Linked DNA regions of Dromaius novaehollandiae: region 1 is linked to region 2. Evidence: chromatin contacts called from public Hi-C data. All regions are on one chromosome and are shown on one strand. Each heading gives the region's core, a stretch centred on a gene start, on an enhancer-like site or on the middle of the called end of the contact. The rest is flanking DNA. Distances are from core to core; before and after follow the strand shown.

Region 1 (4,693 bases), core at 465-2,964, 240 kb after region 2:
GGCCAAAGCAACCAGACTGGTCACCAGGTCACAGATGTTGGTGTTCTGGATGTATCTGAAAAGGTCAACCCACGTCAAGATGAAGGACCCCACCCCTTCGTGACGAGAGATTTTCAGTCCCAGCAGATACTTCATCTGGGAAGTGATAATGGTGAGACTGGAGCCAGTCACAAAGCCGCTGAGGAGAGGTTCTGACAGGTAGACAGACACAAAGCCCAGCTGTAAAATCCCCAGCAGGATCTGAAAAGAAAGCCAATCATACATTTAACATCCATGAGAAAGGCTGGAAGAAGTGACTAGCAATTTATGTCAGTGGCTTCCACTTTAGCATACCTGGCTACTCTGCTGAACATTCAGTGTGAGACAGAGGACTTTCTTAAGTAGTTAGTCTGGGGTATGGAAAACTTATAAAGAGACCTAGAAGACTTGTCTGTGTCTAGAAATGCCATACAGAGAAGACTTGAAGGTCCCTGTCACTGTCTCCTTGCAAGAAACAAGGCTGCAGTTAACGCTGAGAGTTCAAGGGTAGCTAAATCAAAACAGCTTATGAGTATCACTTGGTGGCAAAAACTGTGTGATGCAGTGAATTTTTGTTGTTCCAGTGAAAGGGGCTGAAGTTGCCTACTAACAGCTAGGCCCAGGCAGTGGAGACATTTCCAGGGAGCATGGCCTTTAGAGGAGTCCCTTCTGATGACATAGTCCTTAGAGGACTTGCTCTAACTGGAGAGCAGCCCTAAAGTACACCAGGAGTCAGCCCAGGTCCAGGACTGGGATGGTGGGAAGGTGGTTCACAGTTACCTTCCCTCCCTTGCCAAGTTTGATCCTAAGCAAGTTTCAGACACATCTAAGGATCTGGCCTATCATCTGGGGAAAGCACAACCACAATGTCAGGTGTGTTTGGGGTTTTCTAAATCACTACAGTTCAAGGGTCTCAGAGACTGCTCATTTCAGGCAAGGTTTGTTGTGACTCAAGTCTGAACTGAGACAAAGAAAGAACAGAGGAAACAGCACAGTAGTGAATATTTGTACCTGGTAAAGACCAACCAGAAAGCTTAAGGAAAGGGCCACAGTGATGGCATAGCAACTGCTGTCACAGACATCTGTCCCATTAGCGGAGGAGGTGGAATTCGCCACTGAGTCAGCATCGTCGTCACTGTACCCTGCTAGCTGAAGGTGCCGATTCACAGACTGCCCAATCATCAGGCACAGGACACCAAAGGTGCCAACAAAGTTATGGCGCGATGTGGCCATAGCAAAGTAGATGATACTGCAGAAGAAGTTGGTGTAGATTCCATAGATGGGATCCTGGTTCGCTAATAAGGAATATGAGATGGACTGCGGAATGGCAACTATCCCCACCAGCAGCCCAGATATGACATCCCCAAGCAACTGTGTCTTGACATTGTAACGGGGAAGCCAGTCCAACACCGGGAACAGATGACGGAAGAAGGTGATGATAGTTTGAATATTGCATTGGCAGACCTCTCTGGCTTTCTTTAGGATGAGATCCTGGGTGCTGAGGTCCACAGGCTCATATTCCTCCAACCTGATGTATGTACGATGGACAGGAGACTCTTCTGGCGTGAGGGAGCTCAGTGTGTCTTTATTCTGTCCTGACTTCTGACTTGACGTGTCCTCCATTGCACCAGATCTAAGTAAGACAGGAGAGCAGGCACGCCCATGAAGTATTGCATTCATGTACATAATGTACTTTGCTTAGCTCCAGGACTCATGCAGATTGCATGGATAAATAGATGAAGGCAAATAGCCTCAGACAAATCGAACCTTCCTGTCGTGCCAGTTGATTTGTTTGTTATCAGTTATGGACCTGACTAGCCACAGCCTTGAATGACCATGGTTTATATTGCATTCACGCTGCCATAGATGCCCACTTTAGAGACAGAACTACAGAGGACACCGTGCCCCTTACAGACACAGCTCTTGATTTGAAACAGGACAGCAGAATCTTCTGAGATCAGAAAATATTACTTCACTGAAACTAAAACTTGAGAAACCCTGCATGTCTTGATGACACTTCCACTTAGGTAAGAGCTATTTTGAAAATGATGAAATATTCCATGTGGTGTTCTAGGAATGTAACGCGTGGGTAAGGGAGGCTATTTGCAAATTATTTTTTTCTTTAAATTTTTGAAATACGTTATGTATTAAAAATAGCAGACTCTAAAAAAAGGCTTTCAACTGACCCTAACCATTTCCCCTCTTCTGTTCTCTTCATCCCACCATTAAATTAAACAGGGAAAATCAAAATGTTTTTTGTTTTGTTTTAAAACCAAATTAATCTTGAAATCACAAATTTTTCCTCCAGAAACAGGGAATTCCAGTTTCTACATTGTTTTATACCAAGTGTCTCTATGTTGGCAAATCACCAGTAAATCAGAACTGGGTTCTGCTGGTATCACTTCTTAACATTAGTTTTGACAGGTGATTTTCATGATGTTGGCATCTTTGTAGTATTAATTATTTGTGCGGTGACTACTAGGTTTTTTACAGGACTGAACTATCCTGTTTGAATAATGAATTTTTGTGATAAGGACAGAAATGCAGAGTATATGGCAATGTTATGAATCATGACATACTAGTGATATGATAGAGGTCTAGGAACAATTTCAAGAAAACTAAGTATCTTCTGGGTGCTGCCAGGTAACCAGCTGCCCTTTCAATGACTCTGTCTTATTGACTATAAATGATCAAAATCATTCACTTAACATAAAATCATGTTGCTGAATTCTGACCTTGAGAGATTCCTTAGAAAGCTCACCAAATCATATTTTCATGCTTTCTTAGAGGCTATCCCATTCTGAAGATGCCCTAAATGACCGAGGCTGAAAACAATACCCTGCAGTTACTAACTGTGATTTGATGTCTCTGGCTCCTGGGAAATTATCAGGAAAGCCACGCTGCCTGTAAAGCATGGATGAGACAAGAAAAAGAGAATTACGTTGCTGGCTTGCTTCAAACGGGCCCATCACAGGGCTGGTATTTGTAGAATGAATGCATGCTATTTTTTTGATCTGTTTAAATAATGTATGTACTTCCCAGAGCTACTCCAAATTTTTCAGTCAAAATGCAGTTGCAACAAAATATAGCTTTCCATCAAAACCAAACAATGTACAAACAGAAGCATTCAGTGTCTCCTGAGTGGAGACCTAGCCTGGCTGCAGTTTGGAAATGGATGGGACCAGAACAATGAGAAATCCCCTTCCCCTACACTACACCCTCATTTCACATTACTGGTCCCAACCCAGAGCTCTTACCTCTGACTGCATGGAGCAGAGGGGGATACATTGTGTGACTTCTTTGGGTCCCTCAGAAACTATTTGGAGCTTCTCAACTGCTGACTAACCTGTCTCCTCACCTCACAATGTACGTTGAGAAGAGAAAGCATGAGATAAATGATTGCAAACCTGTTTCCTTTGCCTTCCTTCTGGATCATATGTTGCTTCTCTCCAAAGAGAACTGAATTATCCAGCCAAACAACTGGCCCTTTTATCTAGCTCCAGCTGATGGAGACAGTGCAAACAGCCAAATATGGCTGTATTTTGGAAACAAACATCATTCTGAGAGAGTATTTTTGATGAAAACTTGTCCTGCCCATTAAGAATGATTGAAGGAGTTTAGATAAGTACTCTTGTCAGATAACAGTATTGGTAGTATCTGGAGATGTGTTTGCTAAACAAGGGGAACAATGCACAGAAATCTTCCCGCATGTGCTATTGTATCACTGCTCCATAAACTGAGTACCCTTGGCTGAGTCCTACTGCACTTTTCTACTCACAGATTTTGACCTGTTCTGGACAAGATTTTGTCTGAATTGTTCCAACAGTACTTTTCTTTCCTGGTAGCTTTTCTATCAGTGTGTTCCTACCAGGCACCACCGCACTGTCCAACCTACGCACTTTGCTACATACAGCATAGCTGCACAGAGAAACGAAGGCGCAAGCGTGTCCCAGATCACTCTCTGAGTGGTTCCACCTCTGTTATGCCAGACCACATTCACACTTTTACACAGAGCCAACGATGTCTTGCTTCCGAAAGGCTTTGTACAAGGAAGTTTGCACTAAAAGCAAAGTTGTGATGACATGGGTTATTTCTAGCTAGTGATAGAGAGCACTTGGTGTGTGTGCGATCTGCACAATCCACATTTTACTTGTGCCTTATAGAGGCCATACCACAAGTAAAAGGGGATTTTGCTTTGCAGAAATAAGCACAGTTCAGTAAAGTGCAGGCTTTTATCTCTTTACAAGTGAAGGTGAGCAATTGCACTAGTGGCCAGAGAAAGAGATAATGTCTCATCACCATGAAACAACAGCCTCAAATACTAGCAGTAACTGTTCTTCTCCTGTGCTCCCTGCCAACTACCTACATTAGATCTCTCAGCATGGTCTCACCTTATTCTCCATTGTTTCTTTCCCATCCACTGAGTCCATAATATTTTGGCAGGATGTGCTGTTGTCCGGTGGAGCAGGACAAAAGCCTGGCAGTCAGGCAGCTTGGTTCCTACTTCTGCTTCTCTCACTGACTTTGTTCTGGGCTTGGGAAGGGGACTTAGAGACCGTGGGGTAGGGAGAGATGATGTGGGGTAAGGAGAGATGACATTTTCACGTGTCTTTGATTTAGATGATGGAGAGACACTCTGAGAAAAGAGGAAGGGAAGATCTGCCTCTTGAATTAC
Region 2 (4,964 bases), core at 454-2,953:
CTTTAGAAAAGCCTAGGGCTTTCTAGAAAAAAACAAAAAAACAAAAAAACAAAAAAAAACAAAAAAAAAAGGAAAAAATTGACTGACAGCACAGAGCAGCAGAATCCAAACCAGTCACAGCTTAAGTAACAGCCTGTCTTTTGTGAACTCCGCCTCACAGGAATATGCACAAATCTCCCAATCAAGAAGGTAGAAAAACTTGAGATGGAATCTCTGAAGTAAGGGCATTGGAAAAAAAAAAAAAAAAAAAAAAACCTGCAGGCCTCCAACTGAAACCAGATCTTTACCTATTCTTTTTTCCTCCTATCTTAATGTGGAACTGGAAGTTGATGGCATTTATTTATTTGCTCCACTAAGTGATGAGAAATTAACCATTTATTCATTGCCCACATTCCTTAGAGAGAAAATGATTGGTATCTCCCTCACTCTTCACATAGGAACAGGAGTTACCACAACTGAAGGTCTACTTGACCTATTACAATCTTTTACATAAAGATATTCAGTTCCTCTGTCTTAGTGAAATTAGCATGTAGCACCCTAACCCCGGGATGGGGAAAAAGTCCCAGGTTATCTTGCAATGTAGGGAAGGTGACCGCAATCCAAATCACTAAAAAGAAGGGAGTTTTAGAAGGGTTGGTTCAAATACAAATGTGGGCTTAAAACTCCACCTTTCTTTCAGCTTTATTAAACCTAAGACTCAGATCTGAGTTTTCCATTGTCACTCTATCCATGATGTAAATTATGAAAGTCAGGGAATTATGCCTATTGATTGTTTAAGTCACTAATATACACTGGTATGTTGGATTTGTTTAAAAAATACCACATGATATGATATTCGTTGCATTGAAAATAGTGAAGAAATATGCTAAGGCAGAGGAATCTTCTCCATATCACCATGGCAGCAAACTAGGCACTAACTCAGCTGGATGCAGAATGGCTGTGAACTCATCACTTCTCTGTGATAGGCAGTGCAATGCAGTATCTATGCTCCTTCCTTCACAAAGCATTGCTTCTGCTCCCCAAACTGGTGACTGGAACTTTTAAAGCAGAACATTCAAAGAGAGTATATAGGCAATACATAGACTTTTCCAAGCAGCTATGAAACTACTCCCACAAAGCAGTTTGAAAGGATTCAGTGCACGGCCAAACTGACCAGCTCTCTGGAATTCAATTACTTCCATGCATAGCATTTGCTATTTTCAGTGGAAATATTCACCAGCCTTCAAGAGCTTAGGAAGGCCATCACCTCTATGCACAACTAGTGACAAGAGTCTCCGAAATTTGAAGAAAATAGGAATTAAGCATTTAAGTTATACTACTATGAATCTTTTTGAATGTATCCAGTGGTGATTTTTTTCCCCCTGGGAATTATACTCAGCTGTAAGAGTCAATATGGCAACAACAGATCAGCAATAAGTAACCACCTTACTGAGTCACTCCTTTAACTTGTGGAGATGGAACAGCTAATTAGGCGACAGGATTAGCCAAAGCACAATACATCTCCTTTATCAACGCAATCCACGCTATGACTCTCGGCCCTGTACTTATGACCTTCATGCTGTAAAGAAGACATTCTTACTGACACTACCCACGGGCAACACCTTCTTCCAATTACCTTCGATGAGGCGGATTTCATCATCAGGGTGCCTGCTCTTTGTGTACATACATATACATATATATATACACTCACAGATACATGAATATACATTCAAGAAGTGAAGTGCAGTGGGACACTTAGAGCACAGACGGGCTGTGGAACAGGTCAAGAACCTATGTCTGCTATGAAGATAACAGGCATTTTTGTGCTCCTCACCCTAGCAGTTCTTTGCTTAGCAAGTGAGTAACCTTTTTTACTCCATGATATGTTATAGTTCTAATGTTCAAATGCCGGAAGCCGCTCAGTCTTGTAAGACGGCAAGCAGTAGTTGCTGGGCTTTGGTGGCAGCTTAGCATGTGAAATTTTATGCTTGTGCACTATTTAGTAAGCAGTAGTTCACCAGCTTTAAAGCCGTCAACTTGAATTGATGAAACCTCTTCCTTGTTGGTAGTGCAAATCAGGGTTGCATTTTGCATTGAAACTAAAAAGTATTACAGAAAAACAAGAAAAACTGTAAAGCCTCAGAATTAAATCAGATTTTTACTTAATCATTTTTTCTCCCATCTGAGCAGAGAACTTGGACTTGATGAGGCCCTTCTCCTGCCACACTAAGCAAGCAGGAGTTAGCCAATTATGCACTGGCCACATAACTTGGCTGTGAATAACCTCTTCATGATGTTAGTTTGCTGCGCTGGAGACAGATTTGAGATGTAGGAGGATGCAGGTTGCTTTATGATAAAATATGGAGCTGGGAGGAATTTCTTGACCCTTCATTTGGTAATTTTTTTTATTTTGGAAAATGTCAATTTTAATGAAACAATGTTTTTGATGGAGACTGTTCTTTCAAATAATGTTTCAGTAACTCCAGCAAAAGAAACTCTTGCTTTCTAAGACAACTCCAGTGAATCTCTCTCTTGAATTTTCTAGTTTATTTTGTCTGCTTCATAACTTTATGGATCAATACTTTTTGAACCAGATCTTTTTTGCTTTTACTCCCCCAAACACGGTTGGTACTAAAAGGTTACCAGAGAAAACTAACATCTAAATAGTTTTGTGGAGGTGGGCTAAATCTGATCCAATTCCAGGATGATGAAAACTCAGTCAAAATTCTGGTGACATGGACTGAAACTTGACATGGTGGGTTATTTATGCTAGTCTTTTTATCTTTGATGACTCTATTTGATCACAAGATACGAGCAGCTCCATGAAAGCGAGTTTCAATAGAAAGCTTCAAAGATCTAAAACAACTGTATTTAGCCAGAAAGACAAATGCTATAGCTGTATAGGCCTTTATATCACACTCCATTTCCTTCCTGCTCCTTCTGTACAGAAGCATCTGTCCACTAACTTTTATCCTTTGGAAGATATAGAATGTCTTTTACAGAACAGGAGAAAAACAAAATACATTCCTAAAGACAGTAATGAATGTGTCACCATAATGGAGTAATGGAGACGTGCTACTGTTATTTGATTACTCTCTGAGAGCTGTAATTATCATTGATTAGCTCTCTGGAGCAGGTCTTTGAAGCCCCACCTAAGATCAGCCATCCATTGTATTAGATACCATGGGTATACAAATAGGATCTAATTCCTCTACCAAATAGTTTAGAATCCATATGGATTGACATGGGAAAACACTTTTTAAAGTGATATCACAATCTGAATTTCAGTATCATCATAATCTATATATTTGGTATTATATTTCAATGACGATATTATCTTTGTTACAGACAGAAAATCAAGGTATAAAGGACCATGTGACTTGCTTGTAGCTATATATGATTTTTGATAGCATTGGGAATTAAAATCCTGTCATGCTCAACAACTAGTCCATCCTGAACAGACTGGCCATTGAACATAATATTGACTCCTGCATCTTTAATCTTTCTGTGATGAAAAGGGGAACAATAGACTCCATTTGCTCTAACAACAAAGGCTGTTCTAGCTGCTGATATGGATTTCTAATGTAAACAATGCAATAAGGTTCACTTGTTTAATAGGTCCTGACACATGTATTTTATTAAATACTGAAAAATGATATCAGTATTTACTTTCAAGGAGGTAAGAGCTTGGTGCTGCTAGAAGGTACTAAAGAAACCATCCCAGTAGCAAACTGAATGTCCGTCAATGATTTTTTTTAATTTTATCTTTTGTTATTCTGTTTTTTGTTCCAGATGCTGCCAAAAAGGATGAGGTGAGTCATTTCCCCCTTTGTTTCTGTATAAAGACAAATAGTTTGTAACAACAGTGCTGATGATCCATGAGGTCAGAAAAGACTTATTAAACACTAAGTAAATGCTACAGAAATCAGAGAGAAATCCCTGAGTTTGAGATATGTGGTTTCCTCATAGTTGCCATGAGAACTTGCAGATGCTACTACATGTAATGCAGTATGTGGTTAGACAGTGTAAGAAACTGGGCAAGGGGAAATTTTAAGTGGGAGAAATCAAGACATTTGATACTTGTCTGGTGAAGACACTACAAGGCTTCCTTGGTGACTTTCAGATCCTAAACCGTGTCCCTAGAGATTTTAATTTTTCCCTGTGCTGGAATATCCACACTGGAGTCAACCTCTGAAAGAAATGTGATACTGAGCAATAAAAATGCTTACTGATTTTGAGCAGAGATAAGTCTCTTCAGTGACTCCTTGGGGAGTCCAGGGGACAGCAGAAAGGTGTAGAAGTTCACGCACACAATTAGTTCCACACTAGCACAACATACACAACTTCTGATGCCTGAACATACACTAAGACATACACTGTTGTGCAGGAAGAGCCCGTTCCATTCTCTGTGTCAAACCAAATAGATGCCCCGTTTTACCAATGGTGACATGTATATATGGGGCAAATTCGCCTGGTCTCTAGCTTTTTATTAGAAGGCCCTTGTCTCCCACAGGTAGGTGTTTGACTAGTTTTAAAACGATAAATTGTAAGCTACAGAGATTTCCTCCCATGCCACTGCCTCTGCTGGTCTATGCTGTGGAAACCTGACAGCTGTGTCAGGTCTCTGACCTGCTTTTGCGATTGGGGCTGGGTGTGCTGCCTCCTGCTTTCCAGCCACATTATATGAAAGGTGTGAGCACCCAGGCCTGGGCTTTGGAGGAGAAAGAAAGGACCAAATGAAGGAAAATCTAGCTTAACTAATGTCCTATGAGCTTTTCTTATGGGACACCATGTCTGAGCCCATAATACTTAAAAGAGTGATTGGCTAATGACCCTTTTGCCAGTGGAGACCACTAAGTCAGCTCTCTCAGGCTGCGCTGCAGCCGTGTCACAGGGTCTGGGCTGCTGATGGAGGTGACTACACACAGAGTGGGGACACCCTCTGCCCACATGCAGGCCCTGGACAGTGACAGGCATATAAACAT

What was found. A called contact is a pair of places that touch in the nucleus more often than the background predicts.
Region 1: a contact with region 2 is called in a Hi-C map of brain, with 4 times the contacts expected there. The contact joins the promoter of LOC112994358 here to the promoter of LOC112994365 in region 2. A contact is called at or near these places in 2 of 4 Hi-C or Micro-C datasets (brain and liver).

Annotation. Positions count from the first base shown.
Region 1 is chr15:10,539,725-10,544,417 of bDroNov1.hap1, forward strand. It overlaps LOC112994358 (sulfate transporter-like), which reads right to left and starts at 1,715. Exons shown (of 2, transcript XM_026118649.2): 1 at 1,030-1,715; 2 at 1-240. The coding sequence starts at 1,704.
Region 2 is chr15:10,298,680-10,303,643 of bDroNov1.hap1, forward strand. LOC112994365 (ovomucoid-like) reads left to right here and starts at 1,704. Exons shown (of 4, transcript XM_026118657.2): 1 at 1,704-1,836; 2 at 3,772-3,791. The coding sequence starts at 1,773.